Regions from separate parts of the Ovis aries genome. Here region 1 is linked to region 2. The links are chromatin contacts, called in public Hi-C maps. All regions are on one chromosome and are shown on one strand. The core of a region is the stretch at or near the end of the contact, and the rest is flanking DNA. Distances in the headings are between cores, read along the strand shown.

Region 1 (6,128 bases), core at 734-3,233, 230 kb before region 2:
TTGCATCAGGTGGCCAAAGTATTGGAGTTTCAGCTTCAACATCAGTCCTCCCAATGAATATTCAGGACTGATTTCCTTTAGGATGGACAGGTTGGATCTCCTTGCAGTCCAAGGGACTCTCAAGAGTCTTCTTCAATGCTACAGTTCAAAAGCACCAATTCTTTGGCACTCAGCTTACCTTATAGTCCAACTCTCACATCCATACATGATACTGGAAAAACCATAGCCTTGACTAGATGGACCTTTGTTGGCAAAGTAATGTCTCTGCTTTTGAATATGCTGTCTAGGTTGGTGATAGATTTTCTTCCAAGGAGAAAGCATCTTTAATTTCATGGCTACAGTCACCATCTGCAGTGATTTTGGAGACCAAAAAAATAAAAGTCTGTCACTGTTTCCACTGCTTCCCCATCTATTTGCCATGAAGTGATGGGACCAGATGCCATGATTTTAGTTTTTTGAATGTTGAGTTTTAAGCCAACTTTTTCATTCTCCTTTCACTTTCATCGAGGATCTTTAGTTCCTCTTCACTTTCTGCAATTTCTTGCAGTCAATCAACTTAGGGAATTGGCAATAAACTGACTCCCACAGCACGGCTCCTTTGCACAACAATTAGAGCTGGAGAAAGGCATAGGGACCCTGGAACAACAGGAGCTGGACTCTCGGGGCCCACCTATAAGCAAGTTTTTTTAAATGGTAAATCCTACAAAACTTGGGATCTGCAGTTGGGTACCACTGATGCAGAGGAACCGAGGGTAAATTACCCTGGCTTCTCTGGTGGGAATAGACAGGTGGGTGTCCTCCACCTGCCAGTGGTCCAAGGGTCCCCTGTACTGTCAACTCTAGACTCCACTGAACACTGTTGGGTGCCAGCAAGCAGGCCAGTCTCAGCCTGTGGTTGATACACACTTGACTGTGACAAAGGCTGCAAAGCAAGCAAGGTCACCACGCCCAGGACAAAGTGCACTTTCTTCTATATTTTATATCCCTTCAGGAGGCAGGCAGTAGCCCTCGTGCCTGGAAAGCACACGGGCACAGGTAAAGCCACTGCTCCCTGCAAGGGAAGCTGACAGAAAGCACCCTGACCCCTTCCTCGAAGGGGCTTCAAGGAGGGGCCCGGACACGACTTATTTCAGGACGCGCTGTGACTGGTCAGGCAGGCCAGCCCCTGGGCAGCGTAACCCAACACCAAGCCTCCCAGAAGGTGTGCCTGATGACCAACAAGAAGTACCGACCAGTGGGTAGTTCGCTATGCCAGCTTACCAACGGAGAGGTGTACGTGGACGCCTTCTTTAAAAAATGAAAACTGCAGAAGTTTTAAAAGAGAATGGAGCACCAACCAGGAAACCGTGGATGGGACTTGAGCTGCTAACCCGACACCCAAGTCCCGGAGAACCCGGATGCCCCGGGGATAGGGCGCCCTCGCCATGCAGGAGGCATGGCTCTGGATCCGGATCGCACAGTGGGTCCCCACCCCTCCCAGGCCAGGCGGGGTCGCCCAGGAACAGCCTCGGGCCCGAGCGCGCAAGACCCTCCCGCCGCGCCCGCGCCCCGCCTGACCCAGATCGCGGCCCCGCCGCCCCTCTGCGAGCCCATCCCTCGGACTGGAAAGGAGACAACACACCTGTGCGGATCCGCGGCCCGACAGCCCTATGTCCGCTCGCAGCGCCCACTGCCACCGTCCCCGCCCGGCCCGCATCACCCAACTCAGCCCGCAACCTCATCGCGCAGCAACCGGGCTGCAGCGGGGCCCGAAGGACCGGCCCGGCCCGGCCCAGTCCTGGGGAGGCGCGCTGGGGTCATCGGAGCCGCGCCGCCAGCCCCCAGGGCGATGACGACCGCGCCCACCTGCCACCCTCCCGAGCACGCTGGTTGGAGCCCTCACCTGCCGACCACCGCCACCCCGCCGGGCGCCGAGAACCCTGGGGACGCCATGGCCCGCGCGGTACCCGAAGAGACAGTTGCGGCGCGCGCCACCCGGGCACTGGCTCCGCCCGCCCCGCGGCAGCGGCAGGGCCCCGGGGCCTGGCCCGTGGGTGGGGCGCGGGCGGAGCCTCCACCTCTCCACGCCCCGCGGGCGCGCAGGGCTCCTGGCGGGGCTGCGGGGCCAGCGGGACTGTGGGCGGGGCGGGCGGGGAGCTCAGGACTGGGCGGGGTGGGGGGAGCGGCTGGGACCATCAGGCGTGCGGCGCACTCGCCTCCCTCTCCCCGGAGCGCGCACGGAGGAGGTGCCGGGAGCGTCACGTGGATGGGAGCCCGGTGGGAGAGCTACCCCTTCGGACTCTAGTGACTCACTTTGTTTTGGTCAGTTCCTTACTGAACCCCCAAAGTCCGTGCACAAGGAGGGGGACACCTCCAGACCAGGACAAGGCGCGACCGCTAAAGGAACCTCCAAATTTACCCCTGGAATTCCCTTCCCGTGTGAAGACAGCACCACGTCCGGGCGCACGAGCTCAGGCCCCACTGCTGGGTTCACACTGTCGTCAGTTCCGAGGAAGACCCGCCTTTCTCCACAGAAGAGGCCAAGGCCCGGGAGCCCTGGGATGGCAGACAGGAGGGCTGGGGGCGGGGGGGTGTCCACCACACTGGAAGGCCTGGAGCCCCCTCCCAGAGGCCGAGCTGGTCTCTCTTCCAGGAGGAGGAAGTGTCCCCGCGCCGCCCCGGGCTCTTTTCGGAAACAGAGCGGAGGAACGGGCCGCACGTGCCTGGGACCACGCTGTCAGCGCAGCACCAGAGCGGGGCCACGCCAGCCATCCAGGTCAAGGCAGCGCTCCAGCGGAAACGCGTGACCCTGACCGGCAGGGCCCTTCCTCTGTCTTCCCAAGACCAAACGGAAAGAGGAATGTCAGAGCCAGAGCAGTTTCACAAGTTATCGGTCAGCATTAGAAAAGGCACTCAACTCACTCAAGAGAAAAGTGACACAGCAAAGATGTCCCCAAGATAAGGCTTTAAATGTTGAAATAACTATGCATGGGGGCTTAGTTGCTCAGTCCTGTCCGCCTCTTTGCGACCCCCATGGACTGTAGCCCACCAGGCCCCTCTCCATGGGATTCTCCATACTGGAATGGAGAATACAGAAGACTAGAGTGGGTTTCCATTTCCTTCTCCAAGGGATCTTCCCCACCGAGGGATCCAACCCATGTTTCCTGCATCACAGGCAGATTCTTCACCAGCTGAGCCACCAGGGAAGCCCTCACAAAGCTATTTGGATTTATAATGAAGCCCCAGCTCCTATGGTGCCTTCACCACAAATTACCCGAAAATTTGTCTTCTTTTAAATAGGCAAGCCCCACTTCCTCTCTGAAACTGTGACTACTCGACCCGGTGATGGGTGACTGCCCTTTTCCTAAAGCATCTGAACTTCCTGCAAGCACCTTTTGGTCCACTGAGTCATTCATTCACTCAAGTTTCTATCATGAGAGCCACTGTGTTCTGGTCAGCTTAATGTTTAGTCTTCAATTAAATTGTAAACTTAAGGTTAAGAACCAAACCTCTTTTTCTCCTTACTAAGCACATACTCTTTTTTCTTTTTAATATGTATTTGTTTATTTGGCTGTGTCAGGTCTTAGTTGCGTCATGTGGGATCTTCGTTCAGGGCACAGACTCTCTGGTTGTGGCATGCAGGCTCAGTAGTTGGCCCCCATCACTACCACTTTCTCCTTGCTTTGCCCCATAATGAACCTTGTCTGCTACAAACTCCAGCCGTGTGGAATTGTTTGGCCTCACTTGCTTTCAGTAATACAGGGAGGGCAGGTGGGCCTGGGGGGTGGGGAGAGCCCCACTGCTCTTAGGGGGTCCTCCTGCTCCACAGCCACGGAGCACCCTATCTCTCCCACTTGGGCCATGTCGGACTCCAACGTAACAGCCATCTCCTGGCTTCTATTCAATCCGTGACTTTTTCCTGGCTCCTTAGATTCCCCAGCAAATCAGCTCAGTTCAGTTCAGTCACTCAGTCGTGTCCAACTGTTTGTGACCCCATGCACTGCAGCACACCAGGCCTCCCTGTCCATCACCAACTCCCGGAGTTCACTCAAACTTATGTCCATCATGTCAGTGATGCCATCCAACCATCTCATCCTCTATTGTCCCCTTCTCCTCCTGCCTTCGATCTTTCCCAGCATCAGGGTCTTTTCAAATGAGTCAGCTCTTCACATCAGGTGGCCAAAATATTGGAGTTTCAGCTTCAACATCAGTCCTTCCAATGAACACCCAGGACTGATCTCCTTTAGGATGGACTGGTTGGATCTCCTTGCAGTCCAAGGGACTCTCAAGAGTCTTCTCCAACACCACACTTCAAAAGGAGTCAAATATTCTTCCTCTATCTCCAAACTCTCAGTTCTCTGGGTGTCTCTTTCTGTCCACTTTTCCCTCTGTCCACCCACAGTCCTCATGGCAGGTAGAAGAGCACAGATGGCTTCTCACCCCCACCCTCACCATCCCTCCTCTGCATCCTTTGAGTCCAGCTTCCATCCTTTACCCCAAGGCTAGTTAGGGAACCAAAGATCTAAACTCTCCTGACAGCTTGCTCTGGAAAAAGTGATCTGTGGTGAGGATTAGGGTTAGTTAGCAATTCACCTTTACAAATTTGATGTCTGATGTCTTACTGACTGTAATTCCCAACAAAACATCTTGCTATAAAGACCATAGTTATAGGTCAGCATCAGAAAGGCTCAGTGGTACCACAGTCAGCGGTGGGGCTCCAGAGTTGGCCTGCAAGGGCTTCTGTCTCAGATTCTCCATTCCATACTGTGTGATCTGGGCCAGTTAATTATCCTCAAAACTTAATTTCTTTTTCTTTTTTTGGACACACTGTGTGGCTTGTGGGATATTGCTTCCCTGACCAGGGATTGAACCTGTGCCCTCAGTAGTGAGAACATGGAGTACTATGTTCAGACCACTGGATCACCAGGGAAGTCCAAAACTTAGTTTCTTCCCCAGTAGAATGGGCACAATAAGAGCTCCTTCTGAAGGTGGTTACTGTATTCATTGACGTAATGCCTTGTAAAACACAGGCGGTGTCGGCTGACATGTGTCCACACAGTTCTCCATGGCAGGTCTGCTGTGTACTTTCCCCATGGCCCTCGGAGCCTCCTTGCAGAGCTGGGAAGTCATTCTACCCTCACCCCAACAGAGCACCTGGGACTCCCAGAGGCTGAAGGAGATACTGAGAATCTTGGATCAGAACTTTTCTTTCCAGTTAAGCTGCCCTGAGTTTTATATTTATCCTAAGATTGAACAATGTTTCTCAAAAGATTTGAAATTTGAATTTCAACTCCGAATTTATAACCTCAGGGGCAGTCTCCAGGAACATCCGAAGGAATTGCAAGATCCTCGCAAAAAAAGTACCTCAAAATTAAAGATTCCTCTCTGTTTCCATAAATCACATTTATACCCATGGTCCCATGAGGCCTAGGAAAGCTTAAACTATGCTATATTATCCATACTATATAGCATGTGTAATATATTGAAACTGTTATCTTAACAAGGGGTCGACATTTTACAAGCTAGAATTTCAAAATATACCCTAGATAATTCTTTTTCCTTTTCTCTACCTATTAAACTGCATTAGTTCATTTTCACCAATAATAGAGGGCTGACTTTATACAGGACCTAGAGCAAGTAATGAGCTATTTCACACCTTTGTGTAAGTGAGAAAAAGGCACTTCCTCCTCAGGCCACTATATTCCCATCTGCTTAAAATTGTCATACTATATTGATTTTTTAGAACAAGATACTTTATTGCCATCTTCTGGGAAATCATTTTTATTATTATTATATTTCCTGCTTATTTAACTTATATACAGAGTACATCATGAGAAACGCTGAGCTGGATGAAGCACAAGCTGGAATCAAGATTGCCAGGAGAAATATCAATAACCTCAGATATGCAGATGATACCACCCTATGGCAGAAAGTGAAGAACTAAAGAGCCTCTTGATGAAAGCGAAAGAGGAGAGTGAAAAAGTTGGCTTAAAGCTCAACATTCAGAAAACTAAGATCATGGCATCCGGTCCCATCACTTCATGGGAAATAGATGGGGAAACAGTGGAAAGAGTGGCTGACTTTATTTTTCTGAGTTCCAAAATCACTGCAGATGGTGATTGCAGCCAATAAATTAAAAGACGCTTACT
Region 2 (5,803 bases), core at 2,790-5,289:
AAATAAATATATATATATATTTTAAGGTCTATTTTCTCCTGTTTCCCCAGCATGTACAACATCATGCCTAGCACACATGTACTGAAGACACTGTGTAGAATGAGTGGCCAGAGATCGAATTTCAGAGCCAAACCATCTGTGTGACCACGGGCACAGAGTTACCATCTTTGAACCTCGGATTTTCTCATTTACAAAGTTTAAGAATAACTCTTCTCCCATCCACTTCACAGGGCTGATTTAAGAATCAAATAAAATGGTGGACTTCCCTGGTGGTCCAGAGGTTGAGAATCTGCCTGGCAATGCAGAAGACACGGGGTTCAATCCCTGATCCCAGAGGATCCCACATGCTGTGGAGCAACTAAGAGTGTGCTCCACAACTTCTGAGCCCGTGCCCTAGGGCCCGTGCTCCACAGGAGAAACCGCCGGTTCACACAACTAGAGCAAGCCCACACACAACAACGAAGTCCCAGAGCAGCCAAAAAAAGAGAATCAAATAAAATGGAAAGAACTGTTCTACAGCACTACATTTTGGCTAATGCTTTTAAAATGTTAACCAAATTCCACAATAAAAACCATGAAAACCAATCATGAACCCCTCTCATTAAAGTTGCATTTAGATTCATTAAAACCTACTCCAGTTTTAAAACAAATATAAAGTATCAATTAATGTATGTGTTCTCCATTATTTTACATTATCACTGCGCACACTGATTAAGGACAATCACAATAAACTATGGAAAATTCTTAAAGAGATAGGAATACCAGACCACCTGACCTGCCTCTTGAGAAATCTGTATGCAGGTCAGGAAGCAACAGTTAGAACTGGACATGGAACAACAGACTGGTTCCAAATCAGGAAAAGGAGTACATCAAGGCTGTATATTGTCACCCTGCTTATTTAACTTATATGCAGAGTACATCATGAGAAATACTGGGCTGGAAGAAGCACAAGCTGGAATCAAGACTGCCAGGAGAAATATCAATAACCTCAGGTATGCGGATGACACCACCCTTAGGGCAGAAAGCAATGAAGAACTAAAGAGCCTCTTGATGAAAGTGATAAAGGAGAGTGAAAAACTTGGCTTAAACCTCAAAATTCAGAAAACGAAGATCATGGCATCCAGTCCCATCACTTCACGGCAAATAGATGGGGAAACGTGGAAACAGTGGCTGACTATTTTGGGGGGCTCCAAAATCACTGCAGATGGTGATTGCAGCCATGAAATTAAAAGACGCTTACTCCTTGGAAGGAAAGCTAGGACCAACCTAGATAGCATATTAAAAAGCAAAGACATTACTTTGTCGACAAAGGTCCGTCTAGCCAAGGCTATGGTTTCTCCAACAGTCATGTATGGATGTGAGAGTTGGACTATAAAGAAAGCTGAGCACCGAAGAATTGATGCTTTTGAAATGCAGTGTTGGAGAAGATTCTTCAGAGTTCCTTGGACTGCAAGGAGATCTAACCAGTCCATCCTGAAGGAGATCAGTCCTGAGTGTTCACTGGAAGGACTGATGCTGAAGCTGAAACTCCAATACTTTGGCCACCTGATGAGAACAGCTGACTCATTTGAAAAGACCCTGATGCTGGGAAAGATTGAGGGCAGGAGGAGAAGGGGACGACAGAGGATGAGATGGTTGGATGCATCACCGACTCAACGGACATGAGTTTGGGTAGGCTCCAAGAGTTGGTGTTGGACAGGGAGGGCTGGCATGCTGCAGTTCATGGGTCTCAGAGTCGGACACGACTGAACTGAACTGAAAGAGGTTTGACAATCTTCAGTTAAGTTGCTCATAAGTTGTTAAGTCATGTCCAACTCTTTGTGACCCCAGGGACTTCAGCACGCCAGGTAACCCCAAATAATTAGTTCACCTGCTTTCTATTCCCACTACCCCAAAGGCTAAAAACCACGCATTGTAACAGATGAACCTGCATTGGATTTCCCACTCTACCACTTTCTTTGAAAATTTAGGTAAATTACTTAATATCTACATATTTCAGTCCCTTAGTCCATAAAATGAAAAGGAAAGTAATAACTACCTCACAGTTACTGATGATCAAATATGGTAATACATGTGAAGTGGTTGGCATAGTGCCTTCACACACAGTAAGCACTGGGTAAAATGTCAGTTGTCATTCTTGAGATGACTGCAGCTTCCATCTGGGAAACCATGCAGTCTCTGCTACGCATCCACACTGCCAAACAGTAAGTGGACTTTCCAAAAAGAAATTTTCTATTTTATTAACACTTTTTTCAATACTCTTCTCTGGAAAGATTTCAAGTATGTAAATAGAATCCAATACAACACACAGGAGAGGTGGTGAGGCAGAGCAGAAAGAGACCCAGCTTTAGAGGCACAAATGGGAATTGTACACCTAATTCAGCCACTAAGTAAGTATGTAACCTGGCTACTTAAGCTCTCTCTCAACCTTGTAAAGGGGTTGCAAGGATTAACAAAGTATGTAAAGCATCAAGACAGTGTCTGGCCGGTGATATGGACTCAATTTCTAGAATTTACTCGGACTCTTCTCCCCTACTCCCTTACAGGTGATAAGAATAGCTTTGCAGGGAAGAGAAAAGGTCCTACCAAGCACAAATACTAACCAGTACTGAGACCAACTATGAAGGACAACTATTCTATATTAATAGCTATGAGAACTAAAGCAGTGTTTGGCGGGGGAGGGGGGTCACATACTCCTTCTAAAGTCTAATGAAAACGGGGCCTCTACCTTATAGAAAATTCCCAGATATCTCAGGAAACGCTGTAAGTCAGCGATTTTAGGAGCATGGTATTTAAGGGGAATAACAGCTAGTTTTTTTCTGGACTTAAGTTGCAAGAGTCTGAAAACGTTCCCTAAGTCATTTTTTGTGATAAAACGATTCACCTAACTTCGCTCATATTGTGGCAAGTAAATCCTGCTTTAATTAAACTTCTCAGCTTCATAAGCTAAATTTCATAAGCTACCCGGTGTTGGGTGTGAAAACAAAACTTGAGAAAAGGAACTACAAACTATATGAGAATTAGTTCAAATGTCTTAAAATGTGATGCCTGAACACGTAACTCAGTCACCGAACCAAAAGGGGGGGGGGGGGGGGGAAGGTGTACAAAGGTACCGAAGATTGCTGCATCCAATTCTTAGGAAGGCTATTTGTCAATTCAAGGAATCAAGCCTCTAACTTCCAGAGAAATCTACAAACACGGAAGTCGTGATTTACAAAAAGGAAACTGAGCCAGCAAATAATTTACTGAGTAACTAAACATGGTTTATCCTTGCTTCTACTCTGAGTGGAATGCCTTACTCTTTGACTCGGCCTCACCTTCTCGAGTAGGTAATAACCTACTGACTAAATTGTTCTGTTCATTGTACTGCAGCAGAAAAAGTCCAGGAGAACTGCACACCCAACTCTCCACGACGCACGACCCGCACGGAGCTCGGTCCCAGACAAAGTTCTGCCCCAATGACCTTGGTCCTAGGATTCCCCTCCCTCCCTCCCGCCGTTCCTTCCTTGTGCGGCCGATTGAGGCTGCCCAGCCGCGGTCGCAGGTGGGAGAAAGCGCTCGGGGACCCAAAGGCACGAGAGGAACCACAGTTGCAGACGGCACCCGGGCCATGCCAGCCCTCCGCCGGCACCCGCTCTCCAGCGGCGCGCACAGCCCAGACCTAGCGCCCGCCTCCCCCCGACCCTGAGCGGAGGGTCGGGGCGCACGAAGCATTCCTTCGGCCCCACTCGGTGGCGCGGCTGGGGCGCCGCACAGCCAGGGAGCGGACAGCCCAGCCAGGGGCGCCAAGGCAGGAGCGCAGGCGGAGGAGAGTCCTGCGCCACGCCACCGCCGCCTGCTCCAGCCCTGGGCTCCCGGGAGGCCCCGGCCGGTCGCCAGTCCGGCGGGCGCCAAGGCCGAGCACGGCAGCGCCGCCAGAGACCGCGGGCGCGGGGCGCGGGGGCGCGGGCACTTACCATCAGAACTTTGGCCGCGTTCTCCAGCTGAGCGATCACTTCTGGGGGCCCCAGCGCCGCCGCCATCATGGTCTCTCTTCAATGACGCGCCATGCGGTGCATTTTGGGAGCGGGCGCCCGGCCGGCCAATCGCGAGATTCCTCGGGCTCGCGCGCTCCCGCCCGAGCCGTCGCGGCCGCCGACGTCGACGCGGGGTCGCGAGGTCAGGGCTGCGGGCTTGCGGGCCTGCGGGCCAGGGCTGTGGGCGCTCCCACGGGGCTGGCCCGCCTGCTTGCTCGCTCGCTCGCCGCCGGCCCCGGGGGCGCCTCCAGCTCTGCCGTGTCCTCTGTGGACGCGTCGCTCCCGGGCAGGGCGGCTTGCGCCCTGCGAGAACGCGTGCTCCGCGCTCGCGTGCCCCCGTGCGGGCTGACTTCCTGGCGGAGCCGGCGGGCAGGTCCGGCAGAGGGGCTCGGAGCCCAGCTTTCCCACGCGGGCCTGAGAGCCCCGTGTCCGCCCTCGCGCCGGCCCTCACTGTTGGAGACCAGGCTCTGTTCTGAGCGACACCTGCATACCTGCTACTAGCTTCCACCTCTTAGTGCCGGTCTGCTTTTTGAGGTACACAGAAAGTCAGTTTCGTTTCAGTGTAAGTTTCCTCTGTTGACAACTTCCTTTATTTCTTCTTCCAGTTGTAAATAAGCCATAGTTGTGAGGTTTTCCCTTTTCTATGTCCCTGCAACAGAATTGCATTGTTAGCTTCTTTGAGAAACGAGTTATTATATTTGGCATCTCTACAACATGAAGTTGAGGAAGTGAATTAACAAGGTTTTTATTGCTTAAGAAACAAAGTACCTCTTATTCGTTACAAAAGGGTAAAGAGTGCAATTAATGGCTTTTTTAAAAATTGCGTGAAATTGGTTCACATAGTGCCTCACCTGTGGAAGGCATTCAATAAATATTTCACTAAGTACAAATGTCTGGACTTAATCATTTTACGACTGCTCCATGGTGTTAAGCGATACATATTCATTAGAAACTATACTTCAAATCTTGATCTCTTCCTGGGCAGCATGTGCGGTCAGATACTCAAGTGGTGCACAATCAGGAAGATGAACAACTGATATCTTAGAAACATTCTGTTTTTCACTTTAAGTACTGTGTTCACTAAATTAAATGAGACAGTCAACACTTTATTATAAAACAGACTCGCTATTAGATGATTTTGCCCAGCTGGAGGCCAATATATGTGTTCTGACCACTTTTAATGTAGGTGAGGCTAACCTGTGACGTTTGGTAGGTTAGATGTATTAAATGCATTTTCAGCTTATGATGTTTTCAACTTATGATGGGTTTATTGGGACTTAACTCCATCATAAGCCAAGGAAGATCTGTATAGCAATCTGCAAGATTACAAAGTGTCTCTACCTGCTACAAAGAGTTATTACTGCAGATCAAAGATACATCTTCAAACGTGTAGACAAATGAGTATTTTATGACATTAAATGTTTGAGGCATATAATGCTTCAGATTGTGCCCTGTGTTCCAGAGCATTTGTTTTGTGCAGCTACACAAGAACTTTGCATTGAGATGCTCTTTAAGAACGAAGAAGAAAAGGTATTTTATTAAACATCGACAGTAGCACTCTCCTGGGGTGGTTGGTGGGGCAAGGAGTAGTGTCCCTGCCTACCCACATAACGCTTCACATCCTTAAGAAGAAGAAAGTTGTCAGATTCCAACTTCACACTTGACACAAAAGAGAAATATTTACGGTTTAAGAATCTGCTCAAAATGTTCCTGGAATCAAGAACATTTAACAAATACTACACCCCCTATACTCTTAGGGTATGCCTTTAACACCTGTGGTGTCCTAG

What was found. A called contact is a pair of places that touch in the nucleus more often than the background predicts.
Region 1: a contact with region 2 is called in a Hi-C map of hypothalamus, with 4 times the contacts expected there. The contact joins the promoter of CRYL1 here to the promoter of XPO4 in region 2. A contact is called at or near these places in 5 of 16 Hi-C or Micro-C datasets (hypothalamus, liver, mixed tissues and 2 more).

What each region holds. Positions count from the first base shown.
Region 1 is chr10:36,163,810-36,169,937 of ARS-UI_Ramb_v3.0, reverse strand. It overlaps CRYL1 (crystallin lambda 1), which reads right to left and starts at 1,983. Exons shown (of 8, transcript XM_027973677.2): 1 at 1,883-1,983. The coding sequence starts at 1,932.
Region 2 is chr10:35,940,382-35,946,184 of ARS-UI_Ramb_v3.0, reverse strand. It overlaps XPO4 (exportin 4), which reads right to left and starts at 4,039. Exons shown (of 23, transcript XM_060394483.1): 1 at 3,957-4,039. The coding sequence starts at 4,025. It overlaps LATS2 (large tumor suppressor kinase 2), which reads right to left. Exons shown (of 8, transcript XM_042254907.2): 8 at 4,490-4,665. The coding sequence ends at 4,606.